Linked DNA regions of Mus musculus: region 1 is linked to region 2. The links are chromatin contacts, called in public Hi-C maps. All regions are on one chromosome and are shown on one strand. The core of a region is the stretch at or near the end of the contact, and the rest is flanking DNA. Distances in the headings are between cores, read along the strand shown. Region 1 has its middle 120 kb from the start of Gm25611. Region 2 has its middle 25 kb from the start of Gm31568.

Evidence for each region. Hi-C and Micro-C count contacts between places; a contact is called where the count stands out from the background.
Region 1: a Hi-C map of the G1E-ER4 cell line shows a contact between it and region 2, with 2.2 times the contacts expected there. A contact is called at or near these places in 4 of 484 Hi-C or Micro-C datasets (the G1E-ER4 cell line and myeloid progenitors) and 2 of 130 datasets of targeted methods (embryonic stem cells and large pre-B cells).

Annotation. Positions count from the first base shown.
Region 1 is chr19:35,638,553-35,642,556 of GRCm38.p6, forward strand. No RefSeq gene overlaps it. Among named protein-coding and RNA genes, the nearest start is that of Gm25611, 120 kb to the right of the region's middle.
Region 2 is chr19:35,124,724-35,128,827 of GRCm38.p6, forward strand. No RefSeq gene overlaps it. Among named protein-coding and RNA genes, the nearest start is that of Gm31568, 25 kb to the right of the region's middle.

The sequences.
Region 1 (4,004 bases), core at 294-2,793, 510 kb after region 2:
TACCAATCAGTATGGCAAGATTAAAAAACTAAGGTGACAGCACATGTTGGCAAGGATATGGAGAAAGAGGAACACACCTCCATGGGGGGGGGGTGGGGATTGCAAACTGGTACAACCACTCTGGAAATCAATTTGGAGGTTCCTCAGAAAATTAGAAACAGAGCTCCCTGAAGACCCCACTATACCACTCTTAGGCATATACCCAAAAGATGCTCCACCATGCTACAAGATTATGCACTTCATTATGGACATGGTGGCATTATGTCTGATAGATAGAATCTAGAAACAACCCAGATGTCCCACAATGGAAGAATAGAAACAGAAGATGTGGTTCACTTACGCAATGAAATACTATCCAGTTATGAAGGATGAGGACGTCATGAGTTTTTACAGGCAAATGGATGTAATTATAAAATATCATCCTGAGTGAGGCAATTCACACCCAAAGGTGCATGCATGGTATGTACTCACTAATAAGTGGATATTAGCTTTAAAAGAACAGAATCTCCAGGAAACAATCCACAGAACTAAAGAAAGTTAACAAACCAAAGGGCCCAAGTGAGGATGCTTCAATCCCACTTGGAGGGAGAAAAAAGCAATCAGGAGGCAGAGGGAGGGAGGCACATGGATGGGAGAGGGAACAAGATCAGGTAGTGGGGAGGGAGGGCTGAAGTCCTGAAGGCCAGCAGAAAGAATGGAAACAGGCAACCTCAGGAGGTAGGAGTTGGAGGCACCCTATAGAGTGTACCAGAGACCTGGGAGGTGAGAGCCTCTCAGGACTTAAACTGAGGGATCTTAGATGAAATCCCCTACAGTGAGGAGAGGGAACTTGTAGAGTTTACCTCTAGTAGAAAGACAGGGTGTCAAGTGGAGGGCTGAGGTTGCCATCCCACTACCAAAAGCTCTGACCCAGAATTGTTCTTGTCTGAAAGAACTGCAGGGGGAAAAAAATGGAGAAAAGCCTGAGGGAAAGGAGGTTCAATGACTGGCCCCTAGGGTTGAATTAGGAAAAATCTGTAAGTAGTTGTGGAGAAGGGTGACGCTTTAGGAAGACCAGCAGTCTCAACTGACCTGGTCCCCTGAGATCTCTCAGATACTGGGCCACCAACCAGGCAGCATGCAGGAGCTGATATGAGGTCCCCAACACATATATACCAGAGGACTTCCTGGTCTGGCGCCGGTGAGAGAAGAAGCACCTTATTCTGGAGAGACTTGAGGCCCCCCAGGGAGTGGGGAGATATGGTGGGGTGGGGGTTGGGGGTGGGGACATCCTCTTGGAGAAGAGGGAGGAGGTATGAGATGAGAAATAGTTAGAGGGTGGACCTGAAGGGGAATAAAGACTGTGCTGTAAAAACAATGATTAAAGATTTTTTTTTTAAAAAGGAAAAAAAAAAAAGAAGAAAGAAATTCTCTCTGTGCTACTTTTACTGGGAAACTGTTTTTAAATTAGAGTGCTAAGGAAAGAACTTAATCGAGTTTATGCACTCATGCTTCTAGGGTTTGCCTAGGCTGCAAACAGGGCATGGGAGGTGACTGGGCAGTTCAGAAACTGAATACTGCTGCTTCTCCAGAGGACACACCCATGATGGGAGGCTCACATCTGCTTTCAATTCAAGGTTCAGATGATGCAATGTACTTTGGGTTTCCGAGGGAACATTTATCTACATGCACAGGTACACACACACACACACACACACACACACACACACACACATACACACACACAAATGAAAACAAGGACTGACAATTGCTATAAAGAACATAACAGAATGAACCATATGATCGCTATACTGAAGTCTTTTGGAGTATTTTCTCTTCTCCTCCCCACATGAGTACTTGACTGTAAGAGGCAACATAGCAAGAACCATGTTTCCACACAGATCACTATGTTTGTTCTGAAATTAAAAATAAAATAAATAGCAAGTGCAAAGGTATGTTGATCTGTTAAACAAAGTTGGAAGATTTTTTTTTCTGTGTAGATAGCATGGAATATTTTAAGCTTTGTGGACTGTACAGTGAGGTCTTTTTGTTATTGGTTTGTTTGTTTTGCTTTATTTTGTTTTATTTTTTGTTTTGGGGGGGTTCCTCTTTTGTTTTTTGGTTTTTTTTTTCCCACTGGACATTGCAAAACAGCAGCCACAGCAATAGGTGTAGCCATCAAAATAGCTGTGCCTCCAACTACTTACAAAACACATGCAGGTCACATCTGGTCTGCAGGTGATTGTTTGCTGGCCTCTGCTATCAAGCTCCCTGCTACACAAAGCCTTATTTTTGTGTTTAGATCATTGTCTCACACAGATAATGTGGCAGAAGAAGGATTGGGTTTAGGAGCTATCTTCCAGCTTCGTCACTGACTGAGCCCTCCCTGAAGTGAGAAGGAGATAAACAGTAAACCCTCTCCCGAAGCCTGAAATGTTTAAATCTTGTATCGATTGGCTAGATAATTCATGGGGAGCATCTCTTCTCCGGCTGTGAAGTCTGAAACAGATTTTATCACTACAAACCATGAAAGCTAACCCTTAGCAGGTGGATTGTGCACATGGGTCTCTGACCAACAACCACGAATACAACTTCCTTATCAGAGGCAAAAAAGTTGATGTTGAAAAGAAAAACTTACTGAAATAACCACGATGAGACAGCAGGTTTCCTTTCATATTTCATATTTTATGTGCACACCTCAACTGAAGTGTGCATGAGATTAAAATGCCATATTAACATTTTACTTAGATATACATTTTATTTACATGCCATGTGTAATATTTAATCATGATTGTCAATCTTATGGGATTTAGAGTCACCGAAGAAATAAATCACTGGGCATGTCTGCAAGGAAAACTCTAAACTGGGTTAGTTGATGTGGGAAGACTCACCCTAAATATAGTCAGCACCATTCCACAGTCAAAGATCTGGGACTGAATAAAATAGAAAAAAAAAAAAAAAACCAAAACACATCAAATTGAATATCAGCATTCATCTCTGTCTATGGTTCCTGGCTGTATATGTGGCGTGGTCAGCCATCTGACACTTGTGCCATCATGAAGGGCTTTGTCCCCTCAAACTGTGAGACAGAACATTGCCTCCATTCCTTAAGTTTCTTTTTGTAAATTTCTAGGTCACAACAATAAAGAAAGAAGCAGGACAGAGTGAATACTTTAAAGATGAGGTCCCACTTAACCCAGGGTGCTGTTTGGGAAAGGGGGCTCAAATACATTAATGGTAATGAGCTTGCAAATTTGGGAAACCAAATGAGTCATCGTCAACCATAGATGGCATCAGTTACATCAGTGACTGTTACAATGCATGGAGATAAAGAAAGGAATAAAATACATAAATGATAATTGTATTTGGTATACATTTAGTAATATTTATTGTAGCTAAACACTTAGAATTATTTTTCCTAAAGATAATAGAATTAAAATGTAAATTAATGAGCACTGATTCATTGAGACGATTCAGAAAATTATGAATGTTGAGCAAAATGTGTGCACTTGGCAAAAACAGTTCTAATTCAAAGATGATTTCCAGCTTTATAAGCTTATAATGTCAAACTGTAACATCTACTTCTTGAATATATTAGCTGAAGCAATGTTTAAATGCTCTCCGTAGGCAGGATATAGTAGCAAAGACTCAACAGATGCTGAGACATGAATGAAAAAAAACAGAAAGACCTTTTAATAGAACACGAAGACATGTTTATGGATTTCCACAGATGAAGAAGCCAGCGGGCTCAGAGTCCTGACTCACCTACAACTGCATATCGGAGGAGCAGAAAGAAAAGTTTGAGTTCTCAGTCTTACCCTAGGGTTCCTTTCAATACACCACTCTGAGCCGACAGGTAGGCAGCAAGAGCAAGAAGAGCAGGCTACAGACAAGATGCAAGTGCCCTACGGAGGAAAATCGGGGCTTTCTTTAAAACAGATACAGAAATATTCAAAGTGCCTGAGTGGGGAAAAAGGAAGAGAAAGATAGAGAAAAGAAAACAAGAAAAGGGAGAGGGAGAAGGA
Region 2 (4,104 bases), core at 1,043-3,542:
TCACTCTTGAGGTCTCAGCCATCTGTCTATCCCCCTCTATCTGTCTTTTGAGACAAGGTCTATCATTGAGCCTGAAGCTTGCCTCTTTGAATACATTGGCATGCCTGGAAAGCTCTTGGGATCTTCCAGCCTCCACCTCCCCAGTGTTGGGATTTCAGACGAATACGCAGTAGCTTGAGTGTAGTGCATCTGAGCTCAGGTGCTGATGACTGCGCCAAGCACCTTGATGACAGAGCAATCTTCCAAGCTTAGCTTGTTGTATGAACGAATGAACCCATTCTGTTTCAGAGATGCCAGATGTGTTTTCTTTTTTTTAATTACTACACAATTGAAAATCAGTTGGGAGAGGATTAGAATGTGTTGTGGGTTATTTCCTATGTGGAAAAGTGCAGGTTGTGATTTCCTTTAAATGCTAACATTTGGGGGTGAATTTGCTTCAGTTTATCGACCGTGTTCTTTTAGTCTAAGCTGACGTTTTTTGCAACCATCGACAGCGTTCAATAAATGCAGTAGACTTGACTATGAATCTATGTAGCTAGCTATGTAGATGTGTAAAGATGACATGCTAACTAACCTGTAAAGTCCTCTTTTGTTCATCCACGGAATGGGGATGGTCAAGAGAATAAATTAGATAGTACACATACAGTTTTGAGCACAGAGTCAAGGAACACTGTAGACATCCAGTAAGTCTTAGCAGTTATTGTCAGTATTACTAATGTCTTCATTTCTAAAGTTGCTTCCAATTTTCTGATACTAATTTTCCTCAATGGCCACTAGGTGGCAATACGGTTAGTTGAAAATACACCGTGAGGGCTTTTCTTTCTACCAGTAAAAAAATCTGTGATGACAGGTAATTTCAAGCACTTTGTCTTAAGCTGCGACTTAATGGCTAAGAGGTTTGCATTATTTTGTATTGAAAAATGCTGGAACAGATCCTATTTGGTTCAGCTATATTTCCATTAAGTTCCCTCCTCCTTTTGCTCTTCCTCTAAATGGGAAAATATTGCTGAGTGTTCTGGATGGCACCGTTAACTCTACAGCCACACGAGCCACCCAAAGCTTGCAAAACACTGGGAAGGATGTCAGTTCTGTATCTCCAGTCTACTGTACTGAAGGGATCACCAGGCCAAACTCCACAGTGACTCAGAGGCAAGGCCATTGGACTGCCTTAGATGGAAGCTAAAGACAATTAGATAGTTCTCAGTGTGAAATGGATAAATTCATAAAGAGCCCGGTGCACCAACAGGAAACTGTTCCCCACCATGCTTAGAGATGCTGCATTGAGGGAAAGAGGCTGTTGTGACATCTGTGGAATGCAATAAATAAACAACAAAATACAAATATAAATACTGTCCTTATTGACAGCGCGATAGATGTGAAAATTATGTCTTACCTTGTAGGTTATCAAGGTATTATTTCATGACTGTTATCAAAGATGTGTGAAAGATCTATTAGAAAAGAATAACTTAGCTGTTAAGGAAATTTGGAGGGGTTGAGTGTCTTAATATAGGATGAGTTGTCAAATTCACCCCATTATACTTTAACCATGGACTCTACAAAGGAAACAAACGTTTCCTGCAGATGGCTAAACTAGCTATGGTATCCACAATGTGGTATATACTCAACAAATGTTGGTTATACAATGATAAAATATCCAATAAATTATAGCAAGTAAATGGATCCTGCTGGGAGTCATTGAAAGGAATTTGCAACTAGCATACCGTGTTCTGCTCATATGAGGATCTTATCTGTGCCAAACACATGAAGATGTGAAATTCAAATAAAAATATCGAAAGAAGTAAAAGAAAAAGTCAAGTTTAAAAATAAAGCAGAGACTTCTACGAGTCAGAAATGAAACATTGGAATCTGGGGAGACTGTCTGCCTTCCTTCGTGGGAGTAAAGATGGGTCCTGCTCCTATGACAACCGAAGTAAACAGAACCCTGTGAAGTGCAGCTTTGGGCCCTGGCCTGCTGCTCGCCCTTAACCCCGATCTTTTCCAGAATGAGTAAGAAGCCTACTACAGTCGACATGCATAGCTGTTTTCCTCCTAAGTGCAGGGAATTGCGTTTCATTTTCTTTATTTTACAAAGCATATTGAAAAGGGAACTAACTATTACTCACGGAAATGATTCAGATAGGGCAAGCTCCCAGACACTATGAGAAAAAAAAAATAATCCCCAAATCTAGGCTAGAAATAAGTTAAAAATAACCAAGAGCTGTGGGAGACACTTGCCGCTGTTGGTGTCTGACCTATGAAACAAAACCGAAACCACGAGTTTGCTTGAGGTGCGTGGAATCAAAGTGACGGGAACCAATTACCTGGTTAAGGGTTTTATAAAGTTTTGAAAGTTCTTCTCTAAACAGTCAGACAACAAATGTTTTAGGTTTTGTGAGCCATATAGCCCTTCTTCAAACTATAGTGACAAAGCAGCCATAGCTCTGCCTCTGTAGAAATAAACCATGTCCCTTTGTCTTAGTGAAATCTTACCCCCTCAACGAGATTCATAGAATGAGCTGTAGTCTACTAGTTCTGTCCTGTAAGTCGGCTTTTCCCATGATGAGGATAGATGATGCCAGCTTTCCTACATTCTTGAGCTGGGGCTCTTTTCCCAGTAAACAGACACCGTGATTAGCCTTTTATAAGCCTCTATGCTGGCCAACTTTATGAAGAATACTTCTTTTCCTTAGATATATCAGCTCCTCGAATTAGTCTGGAGCCAGGTGCTGTGGGCTTTGTCGAGTTTCTATTTTCTTAAGGTGACTCTGCATATCTCTGTTTCAGTTCAGTGAGAGTTTATTACCCTGACTACATTAATTTCCCAGTAACGTGCTGGCATGTAGCCCCTTACTTCCAAGTTTTCTAGAGATTTTTTTCCATTTTAGATTGTATGCCATTCCTCATGTTGTGGTTCAAGCAAAGCAGTGTAGCAATTGGTGTTTGAGTTGCTTATCTTTCCCAGTTAATAATTCCAGGTAAATTGGTCAGGCAAACGTTATATGCCCCAGTACAGGGGAATGCCAGGGCCAAAAAATGGGAATGGGTGGGTAGGGGAGTGGGGGGGGGACTTTTGGGATAGCATTGGAAATGTAATTGAAGAAAATACGTAATAAAAAAAATAAAAAAAATAAAACACTAACAGCAACATAAAAAAAAAATAACTCCAGGTAAATAATTTCTACTTTTTAGTGGAGTGGAGCCTTACTTGCATGCATCTGTAATACAGATATACCTTCAACTGACTGCAACTTTAAAACAAATTCACATTTAAAACCTGCCCCCCCCCCAAACCAGCCCCCAGGAACTGGTTCAGTTTCTGCTCTGACTGGTGGCTGACTGAGTCTTGTATGACATCGTTACCTCATCCCTTTTCTGTGGGAGCGATCATTTCCTGACTCAAAGAATATGGTGGTTGAATTTAGTGACCGGCATCTGAATGTGGGAACAAGTCTGAGCCCAACTGAGTCATGATATGAATTTCAACAAGCTCTCTACATGATTCATCATTGTTCAAGTTTGAAAGTACTTTCTCTGGCATGTATTGTTCCTTAATACTATTTTTTTTAATGTCAATTAGAAAATAGAGTCTCCTCTGGGTGGCAGAATGAGTCAAAGGAGAGAAGTCTGAGATGCCCGGAGTAATTTCTCCCATATTCTTGTGTCATTGGTGAGGGCAGGGGAGTATCTGGTTACTGATCAGTGTGGTCACTTACAAATCTTGTCAATCCATTGAACTAGGATATTGAGAAAAGCAGAAAATTCTAGCTCACTGGCAAACTGAATTTTCCAAGATCTTTTACATTTCTTTTCCTTGGCTATGGGATTCTTTCTCCTATTGCCTTTTAAAAGAAAATATTGATAATCTGATATGAGTCTTCCCTGTTCTTATCAGAAGAAACTGCAGCGTGACCTCTAATGAGCAAATATACGCCCAGGTCTGATCCTTATGCAGTGGTCCAATGTGATCATAGAGAACCAGCTTCCCCCATGTGGCTCCAAGTAGACCCTGGGGACAGAGGTCAATGTTCTTTGTGAGCAAAGATTTAGAGCTATAGAGTGGTCTAGTGATCATAGAGACTGAAGATAGATTTGATTCTCATCTTG